Regions from separate parts of the Sus scrofa genome. Here regions 2 and 3 are each linked to region 1. A link is a contact called in public HiChIP or PLAC-seq data. All regions are on one chromosome and are shown on one strand. Each heading gives the region's core, a stretch centred on a gene start, on an enhancer-like site or on the middle of the called end of the contact. The rest is flanking DNA. Distances are from core to core; before and after follow the strand shown. Region 1 holds the start of EEF1B2 (eukaryotic translation elongation factor 1 beta 2). Region 2 has its middle 15 kb from the start of GPR1. Region 3 has its middle 33 kb from the start of GPR1.

Evidence for each region. HiChIP or PLAC-seq counts read pairs in DNA pulled down with a chosen protein or histone mark.
Region 2: an H3K27ac HiChIP or PLAC-seq map of skeletal muscle shows a contact between it and region 1. The contact joins the enhancer-like site here to the promoter of EEF1B2 in region 1. A contact is called at or near these places in 7 of 47 Hi-C or Micro-C datasets (alveolar macrophages, blood, embryonic fibroblasts and 2 more) and 1 of 2 datasets of contacts at active chromatin or transcription factors (skeletal muscle).
Region 3: a contact with region 1 is called in an H3K27ac HiChIP or PLAC-seq map of skeletal muscle. The contact joins the enhancer-like site here to the promoter of EEF1B2 in region 1. A contact is called at or near these places in 9 of 47 Hi-C or Micro-C datasets (embryonic fibroblasts, fetal skeletal muscle, heart right ventricle and 5 more) and 1 of 2 datasets of contacts at active chromatin or transcription factors (skeletal muscle).

The regions. Positions count from the first base shown.
Region 1 is chr15:109,450,462-109,453,161 of Sscrofa11.1, forward strand. It overlaps EEF1B2 (eukaryotic translation elongation factor 1 beta 2), which reads left to right and starts at 1,440. Exons shown (of 6, transcript NM_001243524.1): 1 at 1,440-1,886; 2 at 2,375-2,497. The coding sequence starts at 1,807. NDUFS1 (NADH-ubiquinone oxidoreductase 75 kDa subunit, mitochondrial) reads right to left here and starts at 1,352. Exons shown (of 19, transcript XM_003133603.5): 1 at 1,145-1,352.
Region 2 is chr15:109,485,002-109,487,701 of Sscrofa11.1, forward strand. It overlaps a transcript of GPR1 not described here. Among named protein-coding and RNA genes, the nearest start is that of GPR1, 15 kb to the left of the region's middle. Within about 2 kb of position 1,395, at least 14 of the 83 cell types and tissues checked have an H3K27ac peak or open chromatin away from gene starts, as enhancers often do. A contact at or near this core is called in alveolar macrophages and skeletal muscle, where this site is marked.
Region 3 is chr15:109,502,804-109,505,503 of Sscrofa11.1, forward strand. It overlaps a transcript of GPR1 not described here. Among named protein-coding and RNA genes, the nearest start is that of GPR1, 33 kb to the left of the region's middle. Within about 2 kb of position 1,313, at least 6 of the 83 cell types and tissues checked have an H3K27ac peak or open chromatin away from gene starts, as enhancers often do. A contact at or near this core is called in embryonic fibroblasts, retroperitoneal adipose tissue and skeletal muscle, where this site is marked.

The DNA of each region.
Region 1 (2,700 bases), core at 190-2,689:
GGAAATACATGTAGTGAAATGTTGAGGAAAAAAAAAGTGGATATCACCAAATTCCAGAATATGCAGAATCTGTCCTATTAAAATATATTGATATGAAGGTAAAAATGAATTTGCTGAATTAGAGTAATGACAGATTCAAATTCAAAAATCAGTATTTCATACAACGATGTAAAAACGCTGGAAGACTTTTTTGACCAGCCCAGCTAAAATGTCCTAACTACTCCCCAGTCATATCACCATTTAATTCTTCTTAGTAGATTCATTTCTGGCTTATAGTGGGCGATCAATAACTGTCTGCTAAATGAACTCTATCTCCACTCTCTGGCCATAACTTAATGTCACTTCTCTGCTATTAAAGAATGCAGGTGTTCTGGCAAACGCATAACACCCCGCTTAAAGATGCACATACAACTCGGTGGAAAAAAAGGACATTCCATAAAAAACTAATTTGCTGTTTATTCATCAGAAACAGTTCACCGTTACATTTCCTACACCCTCAATTCGTATTTGAGCAGAGTCGTCTCTGATACACGATTTTACAGTACATGTACTAGTTCCCCCAAACTTTTAAACAACGTAGCTTTTTGTTATTCGCACTGCAACCTTGGGACAAATTTTAAAATGTCCTTTTCTTCAGTTTCCCCACCAGTGAAAGAGTTAATAAGTGTTATCCAATCCATAAACATAACCAAATAATAAGAGGCATGTACGGTTGCTAAGGCAACAGCAACGAAAGATGCACTGTACCAGGTTTTGTGCTAATTTGGTGGAAAATGCTCCGTCTTTAGGCCCATGTCACTTGGCACAGGTCCTCTCTCGGGGAACAATACGGCCTTCTCTCCAGGTAGAGGACTGTCCTGCATTCCCTTGCAGAAGGAAGGTCACCCACAAGGCTGCATTCGGGTTAGCGCTCCCCCCGGGCCTCCAGACCTCTCCTCCTCTCTGTTCCATCATACCAGAAACCTTGACTAACAGACCTCACCTGCCGGCTTTCTGAGGGTTCCCCAGGAGGCAGGGTGGAACGGGGTACCCAGTCAAGGACAAGAGGAGAAATGAGTCGGTTGGACCAAAGGAAAGAGTCTCATCAAGGAACAAACTCCGAGGGCCAAGGTACCTCAGCCTTCTCACCCAAACACGACCTCACCTTTTCCCTGGAGCCGCCGAGGATGGCTGCTCTGCAGAACCGTCTACACCGCAACGACCCCTTCAAAGGCCGATTTGCTTATTCAATATGGCGGCCTCGGGCATCTCCGTCAGCCAGTCCTGCAAGAACGGAAAGCCGGGAGGGACCAGAAACCCCAGTTCAACAACTTCCCGCGTAGATTGAGTTCAGCAACTTCCGTCAGTTTGACAGAGGGCGGGGCGGAGGGCGTTGCAGCCGGGAGCGGGGGCGGGGTAGAAGGGTTGGCTCAGACCTGCAGTTCCGCCGGAAGTGGCCTGGCGGCCCAGGCCGAACGTCTTCGGTCATCTCCGGTGCTTCAAAAGGCTCTTCTTGTAATCTTCCGAAGCCCTTGGCGATAGTAATTTGAGAAATATCCATTTTATTAATGATTTGCAAACACAGAGAAATACCGGTGGGCAATCTGTCGGCCTATTTCAGAGCCCTTGATTTTTACATTGTGGAAGCGTAAAGTGCTTTAACCTTTAACCTCTAACCTCCGGCCAGGGGCATCGGAGAGAAACGCCTCCGTCTCTATATAAGGAATTTCCGGGCTTTTTGCGGCCTTTTTCCTCTTAGCGTTAGGCTCCCTCGCCTGCGCTCCTTTTTTCCTCCGCTGCGGCCCAGTTCCCAGATCGACAATCGCCATGGGTTTTGGAGACTTGAAAAGCCCCGCCGGCCTCCAGGTGCTCAACGACTACCTGGCAGACAAGAGCTACATCGAGGGGTGAGCGGACCGGCAGGGGCGGCCGGGTGCGGTGGGGCCACGTGGCGCGGCCTCGGCTGCTGCTGGAGGAAAGGAAGCCTGGACCCAGGGCTCTCCCGGGGGAAGGGGCTGCAGAGAGAGAAGGGTTAAAGAGGTGCTTTCTTTTCGATTACTTGATTCAACTAGGTTTTTCTGCGTTTTGCTCAGTTAACAGATGGAAGCCTGTAGACATGGCGTTAGTGATTGCAATTTCCGAGGTCTACTAAGTGTCAGGCATGTCTCAGGATAGCGCGGAGAACTGAGTAGATAATCCCTGATCCTAAGGAGCTTTTTTTTTTCTCCTTTTCTCAAATAGCTAAAGCACCTTAGGGCCCCCTAACAAATGGGCGCGTTCTCATTCAATAATTTGAGGGTCGTAGCGTTTGTCATTTATTTGCTGGTGTTCGTAGCTTTTTTTTTTTTTTTTTTTTTTTTTGAGGTGTGTATAACTAGTTTTGTATCATGGACAGGTATGTGCCATCACAAGCAGATGTGGCAGTTTTTGAAGCAGTCTCCGGCCCACCACCTGCTGACTTGTGTCATGCCCTACGTTGGTATAATCACATCAAATCTTATGAAAAAGAAAAGGCCAGGTAAAATTATCTTTGTGTTCATCTGAAGAATGGACTGATTTTAAGGTTAAACTTGGGATTTTCGCGTGACAAATTAGGATTCTGGCGACTTCATGTTTGTTGGGATATTGTAAGCTAAATTTCTGTGACTTTAGAAGACCAAGAGACTGGAATTCTCCATTTTTTCATGTAACAGGTAGGACATGAACAATTTTGATAAAAAG
Region 2 (2,700 bases), core at 145-2,644, 34 kb after region 1:
CATTCAGGCAAATGCATCTCTTTTTCTGCTCCAGAGCAGGTTAAGTCTCAAATCGTGGTCTCTCTTGATGACCTGGACCACACATGGACTACATTTTCCCAAGAGCCCCTCCTCTGCTCTGCGACACCACTCTGATTCTTCTTGGCCTTAGTAGGGCAAGGGTAATTTCAAAGGATGCATATCCAAGTCCTGGCTTAACACAGGCGCAGGATATGGGTGAGAGAGAAGAAAATCAGAATGGGGAGTTCCCCTCATGGCTCATTGGTAACAAACCCAACTAGTATCCATGAGGACGTGGGTTTGATCCCTGGCCTCGCTCAGTGGGTTAAGGATCTGGCATTGCCGTGAGCTGTGGTCTAAGTCCCAGATATGGCTCAGATCCAGCATTGCTATAGCTGTGGTACAGGCTAGTGGCCACATCTCCAATTCAACCCCTAGCCTGGGAACCTCCATATGCCTCCGGTGCAGCCCTAAAAAAAAAAAAAAAAAGAAAGAAAGAAAAGGAAAGAAGAAAGGAAGCAAAGTTAAACCTGTTTCTAGTTCCCATCAAAGCCTCCAACCAAACCCCACTGTGAGGTTCTGAAGATTCCATTTTGTCCTCTCCATAACAGAGCCCTTGAGGGCAACAGGGTTCATCATGCGAGCAGCGCCCCCTAGAGGCCATCATGGCCCATCATCACATCTCGAGATGTTCATCTGGTCTTCAGTCTGTTTCTTATTAAAAGAAAGGAGAGCTATTTTATCTCAATACACTACTGTAGATCATATGCGATCCATCTCTGAACATCTCAACCCACTCTATCCATTCCAGGACGCTTTTACAATTATCCCAGCCATAGGAATATTTTCTTGTTGGTTTTCCCCATTGGTTCACCTACGAGTTTAGACTGCATGGCGTGAGGCCAAGATTAGGGTGCGGCAAGGCAAGCTGGATCAAGCACAGGGTCAGATCCTGACTTCACTTAAAATTATGATATTTTGTTCAGCATGTATTTTTCTTTTTTTTTTTGCATTAATTGTGATTACTGAAATTTTTGGTGCGTGTTAAATTTCGCCACAATTACCTCACCCTAGTTCCAGCCCTGCCATGACACTTGACCCCACTGACGTCCACGGTCTAGGTAGCCAGCCTGATGTGTTGAAAGAGCATTGGAACTTGGGAGAGGTGATTCTCTAAGTTTTTGTTCTACATTTCATTAGCCGTATGATTTTAGATGAGTCACCTTCTTACTTAGGACCCCAGGTGCCAAATCTGAAAAATACAGGTGGCATTTAGTTTAAACTTTTATGAGAGAGAAGCTCAAAGATAGCAGGACAACATATTCTAGCTCTTGTACTACTCTCTGTGCCTGCAAGTAGCACCAAGTCCAGTGCTTTACACAGAGCAGGTATTCAAAAAATGTTCTAGTAAATGTTTTTTTGAACATAGGAACGAAAATATGGACCAAAGTCCAAAACAAAGACTGCACAAATTAAAATCATACTGCAAATGAAAACAAAACCTCCCCAAACAAGAATACCGTCCCTCCTTCATTCCTTTCAAAGAAAAGAATGAATTTGAAACCATTGATCTTTCTGATTCTTTTAAGTATGGCAAAATCTCATTGCCTTTTTACCACAGGAAATATTCTGTTCAAATATTTTAGGTTTTGAGTGAACCAGACTGTGTAATCATCCATCCCTCAGAGATTTCTTTCCATCTAAAGATACCAGTACCACCCCGATGAGTCACATTTTATAAAATGTAACATCTGTGAGAAAAAGGTTATAAACATGCAGCAGTTCCTAAAACGGCTGTAAGAAAGAATTGCAGAAGAAAGAGAAAGTAACTGGTTGTCTGTATTTAGGTTTGTGCAATTGGAAAGTAGGGAGAGACAGTATTTGTGCATATAGCCCAAACTCCTTTTTATTTTCTTCTCTTCTTTCCTTGGCCAAGGAAGGAAGGGAGGAGGAAGGGTGGAAGGAAAGAAAAAGAAAGGAAGAGAGGGAAGGAGGAAGGGGAGGAGAGAGGAAAGAGGCAAGAAAAGACACTGGTAAAACATATGACTATATTTTCGGGGGGTTTTTGTTTGATTTGGGGGGTTTTTTTGTTTTTTTGTTTTTTGTTTTTAATCTTTTTAGGGCTGCACCTGCAGTATATGGAAGTTTCCAGGTTAGGGGTGGAATTGAGCTACAGCTGCAGGCCCACACCACAGCCACAGCTCACAGCAACACCAGATCCTTAACCCACTGAGTGAGGCCAGGGGTCAAACCCGAGTCCTCATGGATACTAGTCAGGTTCTTTAACACGGAGCCACAATGGGGACTCCATGACTATATTTTAAGAAATCTTTTCTTTATTCTTTTCTTTTTTTTTTTTTTTGGCTACACCAGTGGCATGCGGAAGTTCCCAGGCCAGGGAATATTATTTTGCAAATTGGTTCTGAACACAGTAAATAAGTTTTTGTTTTTTTTTTTTTTTTTTTTTTTTTTGTCTTTTTGGCATATTTTGGGCCACTCCCGCGGCATATGAAGGTTCCCAGGCTAGGGGTCTAATTGGAGCTGTAGCCACCAGCCTATGCCAGAGCCACAGCAACGCAGCATCCGAGCCGCGTCTGCAAACTACGCCACAGCTCATGGCAACGCCGGATCGTTAACCCACTGAGCAAGGGCAGGGACCAAACCCGCAACCTCATGGTTCCTAGTCGGATTCATTAACCA
Region 3 (2,700 bases), core at 63-2,562, 52 kb after region 1:
ACCCCTAGCCTGGGAACATCCATATGCTGTGGGTGCGGCCCTAAAAAGCAACAAAAAAAATAAAAAAGAAAAGAAAAGAAATGCATTAAATAAAACCTTTGAAACAGGTTAACTTTATATTTGTGTGTGTTATACTCTACTTTTTTTTTTTTTTTTTTAGCTGTGCTGTGGCATGCATTCAGAAGTTCCCAGGCCAGGGATTGAACTCAAGCCACAGCCATGACAATGCCGAATCCTTAACTGCATGGGCACCATGGAACGTCAAAGACTTTTGGACTAAAGACCTATTAAAAGATCATTTTAAAAAAATAGGTAAGGGAGTTCCCTGGTGGCCTAGCCATTAAAGATGTATGAAGATGTGTAAAAGTTTGTGCAAAGATGTATAAAAATTGTATATGAAGTTTCTTTCTTGATCCCTCAATTTCCAAAACTTATTGACCTGCCATTCTTAGGATAATGATGGAACTAGACATCAAGACAGGGGGCAGCGCTCATTTAGAGGAATGGGTGGCATGGGCTGGGGCTTTTACATGCAATACTAAGCAAACAGGAAGGGCTAAAGACGAGAGAATTCATGGAGTTCCCTGGTGATCTAGTGGGTTAGGATTGGGCATTTTCACCACTAGGTTCAATCCCTGGTATGGGAACTGAGATCCCACATCAAGCAGCTACCCATCATGGCCAAAAATAAAATAAAATCATAAAATAAAATAAAATAAATATCAAAGGTGTACCTCTGTGATTCAAGATAGAAAGAGCGAGAATTCTGATACCACCCCAAGTTTGTACTGCTGAGGCAAATCCTTTCTTTAGGGACCCCAAACTCTCTTCCCTTCATCCACGCCTATCTGTTCTTCTAAAGGACAGTATGTTACAAACGAGGCCCTTAATATGACTGCTGGAATAGGAAGACCAATAAGCAAGACTAACACAATCCTTCTACACAGCCAGAACATTAACACAGTATCCAAATATGTGCAGCTTTCTTTTTATCTTTTTTTTTTTTTTTGCAGTCAGATAGAGTCCCTTTGTCTGCTACTCAGGCCAATGTTCTAGGCGTCCCCAAACTCCAAAATAACTGGTTAGATGTAGCCCTTTGCCTGATCAAGTCGCAGTTAGAAGACACAGAATGCCCTCCTGGGCCTGAGGATACACGATTGGCCTCATCCAAGTGGGGTGAGGAGAAGTTCCAGCAGCACCCCCCTCCCCAAGAAGTTCCAGTTTCAGCTGTTGGGCACCTGCTCTTGACTCAGCTCCTTTGGGAAGTCTTAACCCATCGGGCTGTTTATACAGAGCTGACATTTCTTTCCGGTCTTCTATGTCTGTCTTCTGTCACCCTGCTTAAACCTCTCTCTTCCCTGCCACTCCCTCCTCACCCCATGGTTTGATATAATCCAGATCACAAGCCTTTCTGGGCAATTTTTTTTTGGGGGGGGCTACACTCAAGGTTCATGGACATTCCTAAATCTGGGATCAAACTTGAGTCATAGCATCGACCAGAGCCACAGCAGTGACAACGCCAGATGCTTAACCCGCTGAGTCAGAAGAGAGCTCCTGGGCAGCATTTTATGGTGGTTAAGAACTGAGCCCTAGAGTCAGACTGCCTTGGTTTCTAGCTGCAGTGCCACTTACCATCTACCTGTGTGGCTTAGGGAAGTCTGTCAAAAGCTCTAAACCTCCATTTCTTCATAGTAAAGATAGGGATACAAATAATATCGCCAGGAGTTCCCGTCGTGGCGCAGTGGTTAACGAATCCGACTAGGAACCATGAGGTTGCAGGTTCGATCCCTGCCCTTGCTCAGTGGGTTAACGATCCGGCATTGCTGTGAGCTGTGGTGTAGGTTGCAGAAGCGGCTCGGATCCTGAGTTGCTGTGGCTCTGGCATAGGCCGGGGGGCTACGGCTCCAATTCGACCCCTAGCCTGGGAACCTCCATATGCCGCAGCAGCGACCCCCAAAATAGCAAAAAGACAAAAACAAACAAACAAACAAAAAACACACACAAAAAAACAAATAATATCACCAGAGGAGTTCCCATCGTGGTGCAGTGGTTAACAAATCCAACTAGGAACCATGAGGTTGCGGGTTTGGTCCCTGCCCTTGCTCAGTGGGTTAACAGTCTGGCATTGTCGTGAGCTGTGGTGTAGGTTGAGCTGTGGTGTAAGTTGCAGACGCGGCTCGGATCCTGCGCTGCTGTGGCTCTGGCATAGGCCGGTGGCTACAGCTCTGATTCGACCCCTAGCCTGGGAACCTCCGTATGCTGCGGGAGCGGCCCAAGAAATAGCAAAAAGACAAAAAAAAAAAAAAAAAAAAATCGCCAGAGCTTCTGTTGTGGCGCAGTGGAAACGAATCCCTAGTATCCATGAGGATGCATATTTGACCCCTGGCCTCAGGCAGTGGGTCGGGGATACAGTGTTGCGGTGTGTAGTGGGTGTAGGTTGCAGATGCGGCTCAGATCTGGCTCTGCTGTGGCTGTGATGTAGGCCAGCAGCTGCAGCTCCAACTTGACCCTTAGCCTGGGAACTTCCATATGCCGTGGGGGCAGCCCTAAAAATCAGGGGAAAAAAAATATATCTCCTTTATTGGGCAGCTTTGAGGACGAAATGAGACAATGGAGTGAAGCTCAGTGTCTGATACAGAGGCATCTATTACTACCATAATCTTCTCTGTCTCCAGTTTCCAGTCTCCTATTGCCTATCCT